2 separate regions of the Gossypium hirsutum genome follow, and region 2 is linked to region 1. Evidence: chromatin contacts called from public Hi-C data. All regions are on one chromosome and are shown on one strand. Each heading gives the region's core, a stretch centred on a gene start, on an enhancer-like site or on the middle of the called end of the contact. The rest is flanking DNA. Distances are from core to core; before and after follow the strand shown. Region 1 holds the start of LOC107934310 (FT-interacting protein 3). Region 2 holds the start of LOC107934318.

The links. A called contact is a pair of places that touch in the nucleus more often than the background predicts.
Region 2: a Hi-C map of leaf shows a contact between it and region 1, with 2.8 times the contacts expected there. The contact joins the promoter of LOC107934318 here to the promoter of LOC107934310 in region 1. A contact is called at or near these places in 11 of 34 Hi-C or Micro-C datasets (callus, hypocotyl, leaf and 1 more).

Annotation. Positions count from the first base shown.
Region 1 is chrA08:104,265,890-104,272,311 of Gossypium_hirsutum_v2.1, forward strand. LOC107934310 (FT-interacting protein 3) reads left to right here and starts at 2,672. Exons shown (of 2, transcript XM_016866693.2): 1 at 2,672-2,893; 2 at 3,646-6,422. The coding sequence starts at 3,720.
Region 2 is chrA08:104,483,991-104,489,742 of Gossypium_hirsutum_v2.1, forward strand. It overlaps LOC107934318, which reads left to right and starts at 3,340. Exons shown (of 2, transcript XM_016866720.2): 1 at 3,340-4,246; 2 at 4,341-4,805. The coding sequence starts at 3,988. The coding sequence ends at 4,564. LOC121202932 reads left to right here and starts at 1,156. Exons shown (of 2, transcript XM_016866722.2): 1 at 1,156-1,399; 2 at 2,741-3,097. The coding sequence starts at 1,286. The coding sequence ends at 2,860.

The sequences.
Region 1 (6,422 bases), core at 1,422-3,921:
TGTTTCATCTTGTCATACAAAGTTAAGGAAATATAGACTTCATCAACTATAAGAGATTCTCGGCTATACAAAATTGTATCTCTAAAGGTTGGATAAGACGGGGGCAACAAACAAAGTAGAATTAACCCTAAATCTTTTTTATCATACTGAACCTCCATGGCCTCTAAGTTTGAGAGAATTTCTTTAAACAAGATTAAATGTTTGTGCACAGACGCACCTTCCTCCAAACGATGAGCATAAATATGTTGCTTCATATGCAACTTGCTAGTTAGGGTTTTCGACTTACATAGTTGCCCAAGCTTCTTCCATAATGAAGTGGTGGTCTTCTTCAGCACACCCTGTAAAATTTCATTAGACAGATCCAGTTATAATTGCGTTAAAGCCTTTCGATCTTTACATCTCTTCTCTTCATCTGTCAATGTTGAAATCATCTTATCTAACCCTAGTGGGGCATCCTCTAAATCCATTTGCGCAAGAATTGCCTACATCTTTGCCTGCCACAACGCAAATCTAGTGTTGCGATCCAACAGAGGAATATCATACTTCATTGTCACTATTACTGTGATCGAGACAAGCAACTCGAAAAACTCTGATACCAGTTTGTAGAACTAACATCGATAATGACAATATAGAACGATCGCAAAGCAAAAAAAAGAAAGAAAAAAGAAGAACACATAGATTTTACGTGGAAACCCTTTCGGGAAAAAAATTACGAGCAGAGGAGAAGAAAATTCACTAATTTCGAATTCGAATGATACAAGAGGAGTTTATTTATAGGTTGAAAAAACATTATTCTAATCAATGTCAAATAGATGAAGTGTAGTAAGGTTGAAAAATCTTATTCTAATTAATGTAAAATAATAATAAAAAGTATAGTTCTATATGGATTTTACTTTTATTTTATTTTACCACTTTATTTTATTTTAACAAGGATTCGAGTCACTTAGCTCTAACAAAGAGTATTTGGAATAAAGAAATCTTGATAATCTTAATGATGTAGATTCAAGTCGAAATGATAATAAAGAGCACATGTTAAATATTAAAGATGGACTAATCCGACAAATATGCACGAGAACAGTTAGATAAAGTTATATATAATGTTTATTTTCTTGCTATTTTTTTAGTAATCGTATATCAACTACTTTTTTTATATTGGCATAATACATATGATGATTTGATTTTAATTTTTGTTACATGTTTAAAAATTATTTTTTATCATACTAATAATTTTTTATATAAATTATATAATTGTATAATTATAATTTATACTACAAATATGGCATAACGAATTACGATATAATTACATTTTATCAACCAAATATATATAAAAAAATTATAATTTTTTATTATTAAACTTTCATTCAACTATTCTGTACATATTTAAATATGCAAAAAAAAATCCCTAATTAATTTTACATGAGAACAATTTTACTCATTTAAGTTGTTTTGTACATAATAAAATCAAGTTTGACTAATTTAGGAATTTTTTTGGATAGAATACTAAGTTATGAATTTCAAATTTGTTTTCCTCTTTTACTGTAAATAATTGTATTTTTATTTCCCAAAACTAATTAGCTGGTGTTATTAAATGTTAGCACATTGAATAAGGAAAGCATGAATACTAGTCCTTGAACCAAAAAGTTTTGCTTTATTCTATTTTGCTTTTTAATTTCCTGTTGATCAACTAAATAAAATCTGGAAAATGAATGGAGGAGGAAAGCCCACAACAAAATTCATTTTTTTAAAAAATAATTATTTTTATTAATAAAAAGCAATACATTAAAACCATTTATCTGGCCAATTGATAAATTATTTTAATTGATACCTAATTATACCCCTAAAATTTAATAAAATAAAGAGTTAAAACTTTTCATTTCGTAAAAACATTAATGAACAATGTAACAAATTCATATATTCATTTTTTTTTTGAACCAATCATCTAATTTTCAGTTAAGTTGTCAAAATAATTTGAAAAACACGCTAAATTAAATTAAAGAACAGTCAACTAAAGACGACATCGACATGCAATTTGAAAAGAATTACCACACGTGTCAATAAAGTACAGCGCGTGCCATAACGAGCACATTCAAGAGTGTTGAAATTGTATTAAAAAGAAAAAAAAACGTCAACACCCGTATCGTTGTCGTATAAGATTAGAAGTGAAAACAAGGTCGATATTTCTTGAAAGTCCCTTTTTTATACCTTTTTTTCATTTTTAATCCTTCTATTGTAATTTGACCCTTTCTGATCCTATATTTTCGAAATAGGTGGTTATTTTTTTGTTAATTTTGTCAGATAATTTGGAATGGTTTAATTTTAAAAAATATGATGATTTGGCATATAAATTTTGATATTTTTTATATGGTAACAATTTTTTTACACGTTTAAAGAAAAGAGAAAACTGTATAATATTTATCCAAAACTAAAAAATAATTGCAAAGTATACATGCCGCAGCATCATATATTTTAAAAAATAATCCAAGTGAAATTATTTAATAAAATTTAAAAAATACACATTTTGAAAAAGTAAAAGGTTAAAAATGACAAATTTTAGCACATAAACTAAATTTCCCAAGAATGTTACAGGGACTTTCGTGAAATTTAACCAAAAGGGAAAAAAGGAAAGTTGGAAACTGATAATTAAATTTAAACAGTGAATCTCTTCTTATTTCGTTTTGATTTTTCTTTAATTTATCTCCATCATCTTCAGAAAAAAACATTTCATTTTACTCGTTTTAGACGACTCTCTAATATTCTCTCGGTCAAACTGTATTTTATTTCTAAATTTTTAAATTAATCTCCTTCTCTCCTAAGTTTCATAGATGCTATCATATACACTCCTTTCAAGCTTCCTTTCACTTTCCTAACAGAGCTTTCAGCTTTTAAAACAGAGGTCAGTTGTTTTTAATCTCTTTAAATTCCCTTAAATTCTTTTCTTCTTGTTCGATGATTTTATTTTATTTTTATTGTGTATTCGGGGTTTTTTCTACTCTTGGTATCTGATTGTTGGGTGTTCTTTGAAACCTGAAAAAAGTAAGCTGATTCTTCCTTTTCTTTCTTCAAACTTTAAAAAAAAAATAGACGCTTTTCATAGAGGAAAGTTTTTGCCATAAGTTTCTTAAATAACAAAAAAAAACCCAGTAATTGTTTCCCAGAAGGAAACATGGACTGAGCTTTGATTTTGTAAAAGGATCAAAAAGATCCTATGTGTGTGTATATATATATTCTGATGTGAAACTAAAGTATGGTATCTTTCTCTCAGAATCTTGCTTTAGTATGAGAAAAAAATTCATGGAATTATTTCCCCTTTTTAATCTCTGGCTGGAATCTCAACTTTCCTTTTTCATAATTTTACATGATAAAATTACAGATTATATACTGCTTGGTTGTCAAGAATTTGGAGAATTTAAATTGAAAAAAATATTTATTTATATATAAAAAAATTCATTGCAGTTTCATGCTAATTCTCATTATACTGGGTTCTTGTTGTATTAATTTGTTGTGTTTTGCGCTTTTTTGCATTTTCAGTGCTTATATCCTTTCGATATTGCTTGCTTATTTGTTCATGGAGGGACTGAAATTCATCTGTTTTAAATTCATACATGAATTATCATTGTTAAACTGTTAGTTTTCTTTTTATTTCAGGTATTATTTTGATCGACTTCAATTATCGATAGTCAATAAAGTGATTTCTGGTTCCGGTTTGATTGATACAAACTATGAGTAGTCTCAAGTTGGGGGTGGAGGTGGTGGGGGCGCATGACCTGTTAGCCAAAGATGGGCAGGGATCATTCTGTGCCTTTGTGGAGCTCGAGTTCGATGGCCAGAGATGCCGGACCACTACTAAAGAGAAAGATCTCAATCCGGTATGGAACGAGAGTTTCTATTTCAATGTATCGGATCCAAACAAGTTGTCAAGCCTCCCACTTGAAGCTTTTGTTTACAACCATAACAAAGCAAACAACGCGAAGACTTGTCTTGGGAAGGTTCGACTCACTGCACCATCGTTCGTGAATTACTCCGATGCGGTTGTTTTGCACTACCCTCTTGAGAAACGAAGCATTTTCTCCCGTGCGAAAGGAGAGCTTGGTTTGAAAGTGTTTGTTACTGATGATCCTTCGATAAAACCTTCGAATCCACTTCCAGCCATGGAACCGGATGTAGTCCCGAAGTCAATTTCCAAAGAGAAAAATGGCAAAAGACACACATTTTTTCATCTTCCAAATGCAAAGCAGCCACAACAGCAGCAGCAAAAAGTTACCCCAGCACCACCCCAACAACAAATGAATTATGGAGTACATGAGATGAAATCCGGACCACAGGCGTTCCCGGGTTCATCATCTCAACCATTTGATTATGCTCTTAAAGAGACAAGTCCATTTCTTGGAGGAGGACGAATTGTTGGAGGCCGAGTCATACGAGGAGACAGACCAACCAGCACCTATGACCTTGTTGAGCAGATGAGATTCCTTTTTGTACGAGTGGTGAAAGCCCGAGATCTTCCTTCAAAAGATGCGACAGGCAGCCTCAATCCGTATGTTGAAGTGAAAGTAGGAAATTACAAAGGAATCACGAAGCATTATGAAAAGAAACAAAATCCAGAATGGAATCAGGTGTTTGCCTTTTCAAGGGAAACAGTGCAGTCATCTGTGCTAGAAGTTGTTGTGAAGGATAAGGATTTAGTGAAAGATGACTCTGTTGGGTTCGTGCGCATTGATCTCCACGAGGTTCCTACAAGGGTTCCACCTGATAGTCCGTTGGCTCCGGAATGGTATCGGTTAGAAGATAAGAAAGGAGAGAAAAAGAAAGGAGAACTGATGCTTGCAGTTTGGTATGGCACACAGGCTGATGAGGCTTTTCCCGATGCTTGGCATTCGGATGCTATTGCTCCAGGTGATAGCACTTCAGTTTCCCCGACATATATCCGCTCAAAGGTTTATCACTCTCCGAGACTGTGGTATGTCCGTGTCAATGTTATTGAGGCTCAAGACCTTGTTCCAGCTGACAAGAGCAGGTTTCCTGATGCATATGTTAAGGTTCAGATTGGTAACCAGATCTTAAAGACAAAACCAGTCCAAACTCGAAATATGAATCCAATCTGGAACGAAGAGTTTATGTTTGTTGCTGCCGAACCCTTCGAAGATCATCTGACTTTTACAGTTGAAGATCATGCAGGTCCTAATAAGGATGAGACCATTGGAAGGACTGTCATAGCATTGAACTCCATTGATAGGCGTGCTGATGATCGCTTTGTCCGTACCCGGTGGTACAACCTGGAGAAATCTTTATCCGATGCCATGGACAGTGATCGTGCAAAGAAGGATAAATTTCATAGTAGGCTCCATGTTTGTGTTTGTCTTGATGGAGGATACCATGTTCTTGATGAATCAACTCAGTATAGCAGTGATCTCCGGCCAACAGCAAAGCAGCTCTGGAAATCGTCAATTGGTGTTTTAGAACTCGGAATTTTGAATGCTGACGGGCTCCAACCAATGAAAACTAGAGACGGAAAAGGTACATCTGATACATATTGTGTTGCAAAGTATGGCCATAAATGGGTTCGAACTCGAACCATAGTAAATAGCTTGAATCCAAAATATAATGAGCAGTACACCTGGGAAGTTTATGATACAGCCACGGTTCTCACGGTGGGGGTCTTTGATAACTCTCAGATTGGAGGTTCCGATAATAGCAGAGATAACAAAATCGGAAAGGTACGGATTCGTATATCTACACTGGAAACTGGTCGTGTTTACACACACTGTTACCCGCTGCTGGTTCTTCACCCTTCTGGTGTCAAGAAATTGGGTGAACTCCATTTAGCAATACGATTTTCGTCAACATCGATGGTTAATATGATGTCTCAGTACTCGCTTCCTCTTCTGCCAAAGATGCACTACAAAAGGCCGTTGAGCGTGATACAGCAAGACATTCTGCGACATCAGGCTGTGAATATCGTGGCAGCTCGGCTTGGTCGGGCAGAACCTCCTCTCAGGAGAGAAGTAGTCGAATATATGTCCGATGCAAATGCTCACCTTTGGAGCATGAGGCGCAGCAAGGCAAACTTTTTGCGACTGACATCGGTCTTCTCGGGATTATTTTCGGCTGGAAAATGGTTTGGTGAAGTTTGCACGTGGAAGAACCCTATTACAACAGTGCTGGTTCATACCCTATTCGCAATGCTCGTTTGTTTCCCAGAGCTGATTTTACCAACGGTTTTCTTATACATGTTCCTTATAGGGGTTTGGAACTATCGTTATCGACCAAGGTACCCTCCTCATATGAACACTAGTCTTTCTTGTGCCGATGCAGTTTCTCCTGATGAGCTAGATGAAGAATTCGAGACCTTTCCTGCATCGAAAAGCTCGGATATAGTTCGGATGAGGTATGATCGTTTAAGGAGTGTCGCAGGGCGAATTCAG
Region 2 (5,752 bases), core at 2,090-4,589, 220 kb after region 1:
TGTTACATAAAATGTAACATAAGGTAAACAAAAGTGACTAGTTTAGTAGTTTACCCTTTTTTATATTTTTTAAATTTTAAATAATTTTTTAGAATTTTTACATGCTTTTTGAATTTTAAAAAATGATTTATAATTTTTAATGGTTTTTCATTTTCATAATTTTTATATTTTTATATTTTTTTATATTTTTATAATTTGTTTTTATATGTTTTTACATTTTAAAAAATTAATTTGAATACCTTTTAATTTTTTACATTTATATATATATATTTATGATTTTTACATTTTTAAAATATTTTCTACAATTTTAGATGTATTTACCGGAATGCACCATGTGACCATTTATAATTGATTGGAGGAGATGACCGGGTTTTTTTAACGGGGTTAACATTTTGAGATAAATCATGTAACTGAAGCAAAGAAAACTAAGATACTTTAGGGGCAATTTGTGCATTAAGTGTAATTTAAATATCACTTTTCTAATAAAAAAATGTAGGTACTAGAATAAAAGAATTTGAGTAAAGTTTAGAATTAAACCGAAAAATAAGGATGGAGGGTCATTTCTGAAATTCACCAATCAAATTAAGGGAAAACTACACCATTAGTCACTAAAATATGGATAAATATTCATTTTAGTCATTTAACAAAAAAGTTATAATCTTGATCACTAAACTATTCAAAAGTTTTCATTTAAGTCACTAAGATGTTAAAATCGAAGCTATATGACTTTCCATGTTTGCACTACCCGCACCAGTCGAAAGCTTTCTTTCCCATTATCTTCTTTAGTTCAATTTTTTTTATCATGAACAGTTTTGAATATCGCGAATCTACAAACTAAAATTCAAATAACTTTTTTCTCTTATCTCCGACACTGATTGTCATACCGACTTGTATCTAAAGTATGTTCTTCTGCTTGTCGATGGGTACTGATCCACCAAATCGATCGATCATCGATGGAACATTAAAAAAAAGAAGAAAAAACTTAACATATCAGTGACTTAAATAAAAACTTTTAAATTTTTCATTGACTTAAATAAAAACTTTCGAATAGATTAGTAATTAAATTATAATATTTTTTAGTTAAGTGACCAAAACAAAAACATACCCCTAATTTAGTAACTAATTGTGTAGTTTACCCTAAAATTAATAGCAACTTGCCGTCAAAACCTCCGAGACCTTTCGAAAACCTTCCATAAACTAAGCCCAAAAAACAAAATTGAGAAGAAAAGGAAAACGTTTTCTTTTTGGCTAGAACCAAAAAACCATATTTGATGATACGGAAAATATGAATCCCCAAGCAGACAAGATGGTGAGGAGGATCACCATGGTGGCTACTGTTACTGCCTCTTATTTCCTTTTAACCGCTGACTATGGCCCTGAACCTAATGCTCTCGACCCTGTAAGTATCTTCTACTCTTTACTATTGTTTCGGTTTCAAAGGCCAATCTTCGGGTTTTCAATTTTTTCTTATCTGCTGCAGCCTAGGATAAGGGTCATATTATTTTTTGTGGGTTTTCATCAATTTGATGGTTTAGGTTCTACATTCATATTTAGTGTGGAGAATTATAATAAATGATAATGAATTTGAACATGTTAGGTATTAACCTATTGGGTCGAGTAGTCAGTAGCTCAATCTCGTTTCGGATTGGAGTCATGCGGAGGAGAAAACATTGCTAAGTTCGCCCATGTTTACGGATTTGACTTGGTTCAACTCTGGATTTAGTTAGACCCAAGGGGTCTTGAAAAAAAAAGTATAAACTTCAAATCCCATTCATTTTCAAAAGAAAATGAAATAATTAAAACCTGAAAGATTGGGGTTTGGACCTTCTAGTTGAAGAAATTTTAATCAGTTATAGGCAGGATAGGATGGCAACTAACCCCTTTAGAATGAAGTCCAGAAATATAAGAAAAGAACTTAGATGCTGGAACTGAGAGTTTTTATGTGAATTTTGGAAGTTGAAAAAAGATACTTTCTCATGATTTATGTTACACTTTACAAATGCAATTATTGAGAAATTAGGAAGTCTGATGATTTTTTCATCATCATGGACAGCACACGAATGATTAAGCAATACTGTCTCCCATAGAGTAGTAATTTCGAGTTTCGATTCTAGTTGCTGTATGATATATATATTTCACATGTAGGGTAACCTTAATTGCTTTCGTGTTTTGGGCTTTGGCTTCTTAAAAGCAAGTTTTTTAGTTTGTAAGATGTTGGCTGATAGAATATTGTAAAATGTAATTGGTCTCCTGTACATTAGCTGCGCTAAGCTTCCTATGTTTTAATATGCTTGTAAATCTAATCTTTTTCTATTCTCCTAATACTTGTTTTCTCTAATTCCATGGAGCCCACGCCTCTATAATTTCTTTACTTTCATAAATACTCCAAATTTCTCAACTTTGTTAGGCATAAATTTTGTTGCCTCCTATGTTTGTTGTGTGTAGCATGCTGGTTGTTGATGAATCGGCTTTTCGCTTGTTAAGTTTGAATGATAATGGTCCAAGGGAAGAAGAATGATAAAAGAAAGGAAATAGGAATTAGGATATGAAAGAAACAAGGATCTGGTATTTGGAGAACTGGATGCTTGATCTTTACATTCTTTGTTTGGGGTCGTTTGGGGATTTGACTGATGTTGTGATGTATTTGTGTGCTGTATTATCAGTATTCATTAAGGCCGTTTTAGAATTTGGCTTCCTCTCCATTTGTTTGCGATTCTATTGAAATGATATTCACGTGCAGATCAAGAAGAGCATACTATCAGCACAAACTTCACTGAAAGAGTTTATCGTGGGATCATCGAGGGAAGAACATCAAGGAAGTTCGCAGAGTTCCAACAACAACGCTAAAGAACACCCGTAGGTCTATACTCCATCCATAGGATACAAGATCGAGCAGTGATGAGGTTTGACTATTGAATAAGGCTTTTTTATGGTTATTATTACATTAGGGAATGCCTGAAAATTGTTGTATGAGGCCAAGCTTCCTTTGTCCCTTTTGAGTTTTCAACAGGGAATTTTGTGTTTGTGCAGTACTAGTAGTGTGTACTTTGTACATATTGCTTTTGAAGAAGGAATTTCAGTGGCGGTCATTTGATTATTTACTGCTAGTAATATTAAAATACTTACTATTTTAAAATAAATATTTTTATTGCATTTAAAATGCTTATATTATATATTTAGCAAATGAAAGACAAATCATGTCTTTTTCTTAAAATGAAAAAGAAAAAGTACTAATTTATTATCTGAGTCCCAAATCCTTAAGATGAGTAAAATGCTTGTATATTTAGTAGTTGTTCAATGCAGGCACAGGCAAAATTGAACAATATTTTTACAAATAGCCTGATTTTAGTGATCTAATTATGGTTTTAGACCCCTTATTATGTTGAAATTTGGGATTCAGTTTTTCTACTTTGATTTGGCATAATTTAGTCATTCTACTCTTACAATATTATTGGTAGGTTCAAATGGCTAATAGTACATCATTTAAAAAAGAAAACCCAGCTTTGAGATTCGGCTTTAGACTAATTGAACACTATTTATTGGATTTTTTAAGACAATAGGCAACTATTAACGGTGTTTATCAATTTGAATTTACTAAATGGTGTTTATCAACAATTTGGATTTACTTATAATCTTAAGGAAGCTTTAAATTCTAAAATTAGAAAATCTAAAATATGAAGATTAGAATCTAATTTTTAGAGTAGTAGAGGGACTGCAATCATCATTAGACCTAAACTAGTATGTTTAGTGTTAAATTGTTAACGGCGTATATAGGAAGCCTTCAGACGACGCCGTTGAGTTGGTCTAGTTGCACCAAGTTTATACGACGACGTTGTGCTGACCCAAGTGGGGGCTAACAGCTCGTACAGAGCTTCAGGTTCAACATCAAAAGATTCAAAAGACGCTCGAACTTTTCAAATTTCAAATCCCTAATGTTCCCAAAAGAAGAAGGGGTCTCTGCAAATAAAATCTAATCTTCTCTGATAGATGGCTCTGAACAACAAGCTCAAAACCCTAGAGACCCGCATTGGCAATGGACGGGCCGAATCGGAACCCGACTCCGAAGAGGACTTGGAGGAGCTGCAATCAGATGTGAAGGAAATGGCAGAGAAGATTCTAGAATATAGAGCTACTATTCCAGATCAGCTTAAGACGACTCTCGATTCAATTCTTTCCGCTCAAAGACCCGATTTGCCCGGCATTGATGATGGGTCGGATCCTGGACCTTCAGCACAAAATAATGCAGGTAGAGTTACACCCTTCAATTTTATAAGATTTTTGGAATTGGGACTTAATAATTTTTTCTCCATAATTGACCTAGATTTTGTTTATTTTTATAGATTCAAAAGAGATGAAATCAGATGACGAACAAAGGGCGGAAGAGAAGATACGATCACTTAAAGGCAAAATTTCGAGTAACATTTCAGCAATGCCGGTTGTTTTGAAACGGATGAAAGTTTGCATTTCCAGGATTGAGAAGCTAGAGTCTTGCAATGGCATTATACACCCTGCTTTGAAAAAGAGAAAATTAGTTGATCCAATGAAGCTTTATTTTCATAATTGACGAAATCTAGATTTCGAAATGAAAGGCTTACTCTACTCGTGTGTTTTTTTTTTTTCTCCTTCCACCATTGCAGGTATGGTTATGGTGTAATTACTTGAAGATACTGATTTCAATGTCTGTACCGCAAGGGAGCTTTCTGTAATGAAGTGCTTTCTTTTTTTATTTAGTAGTATTTTTGTTTCTCAATTCTACTAGGGGCTTTGATTGTCTTCTTAAAATGTAAGAGCTGTTTTCGATGTAATTATTTGTTAAGATTAGCCTTTTTAGTAAGGTATCTACATTTTTGGTACTAGTTTTAGAGTTTGATATCTTTTCAAGATTGCAACTTTAAACACTTTATTGTTGAGCTCTAATAGTATTAATTAGGGATAAATCACTATTTTGAAGCATGAACATTTTGGTTTGAATTAAGTAATTATTTTCATATTGGGGTTTGAATTTTTTTTTGTCGAATTTATACTCTAAACTTGGTAATTGTTTTTTATATTGGGACTTGAACTTGATAACTGTTCCCATGTCGAGGTTTGAAATATTATGGATTAATTTTGACAAAAAAAAGTTTAAGTCGAGAACAATTGCTAAGTTTAATGCTAAACTTGAAAAAAAAATCGTACTTTGATATAGTTCTCAAGTTCAAGCCCAAAAAAATGATTTAACCTTTTTTTTAAACAATTATAAGTTCTTATTATATTTGTTGTTTTTGATGCAATCTTTAAAACAATTCTTTGTCCTTTCTCAACTTATAAATAGAAGAATAATATGTTTTTGTGTACTTGAATCCACATCTTTCTACATTGACAATAATATCGATGCTAATCGAGTTAAGATTCAATTGGCAAGATTTAATCTTTTTAATTATTCCTCAGTAATTATAAATCCTTCGTACTTTATTAAAATTGAAAATTTATTTTGTTACTTTAATTTATAAAAACTGATCTCGTATTTTATACAAATTCAAAAATTAATTCAATTATAAGTAATAACAAGAACTTGAATTGCTAATTTGTTTCATTTATTGTCTTTTGTTAATTTGTTTGCCACTCAAAGATGTCGGGTAAGGTGCAACAAAATTATAGATTAACTTGTCTATTTTTACTTTTTATAAAGTAAAATAAAAACTTTTCAATTTTTATAAATTCAAAATTAGATTAGCTCTAAATATATTATTACCTAATTAAAGTTTAATAT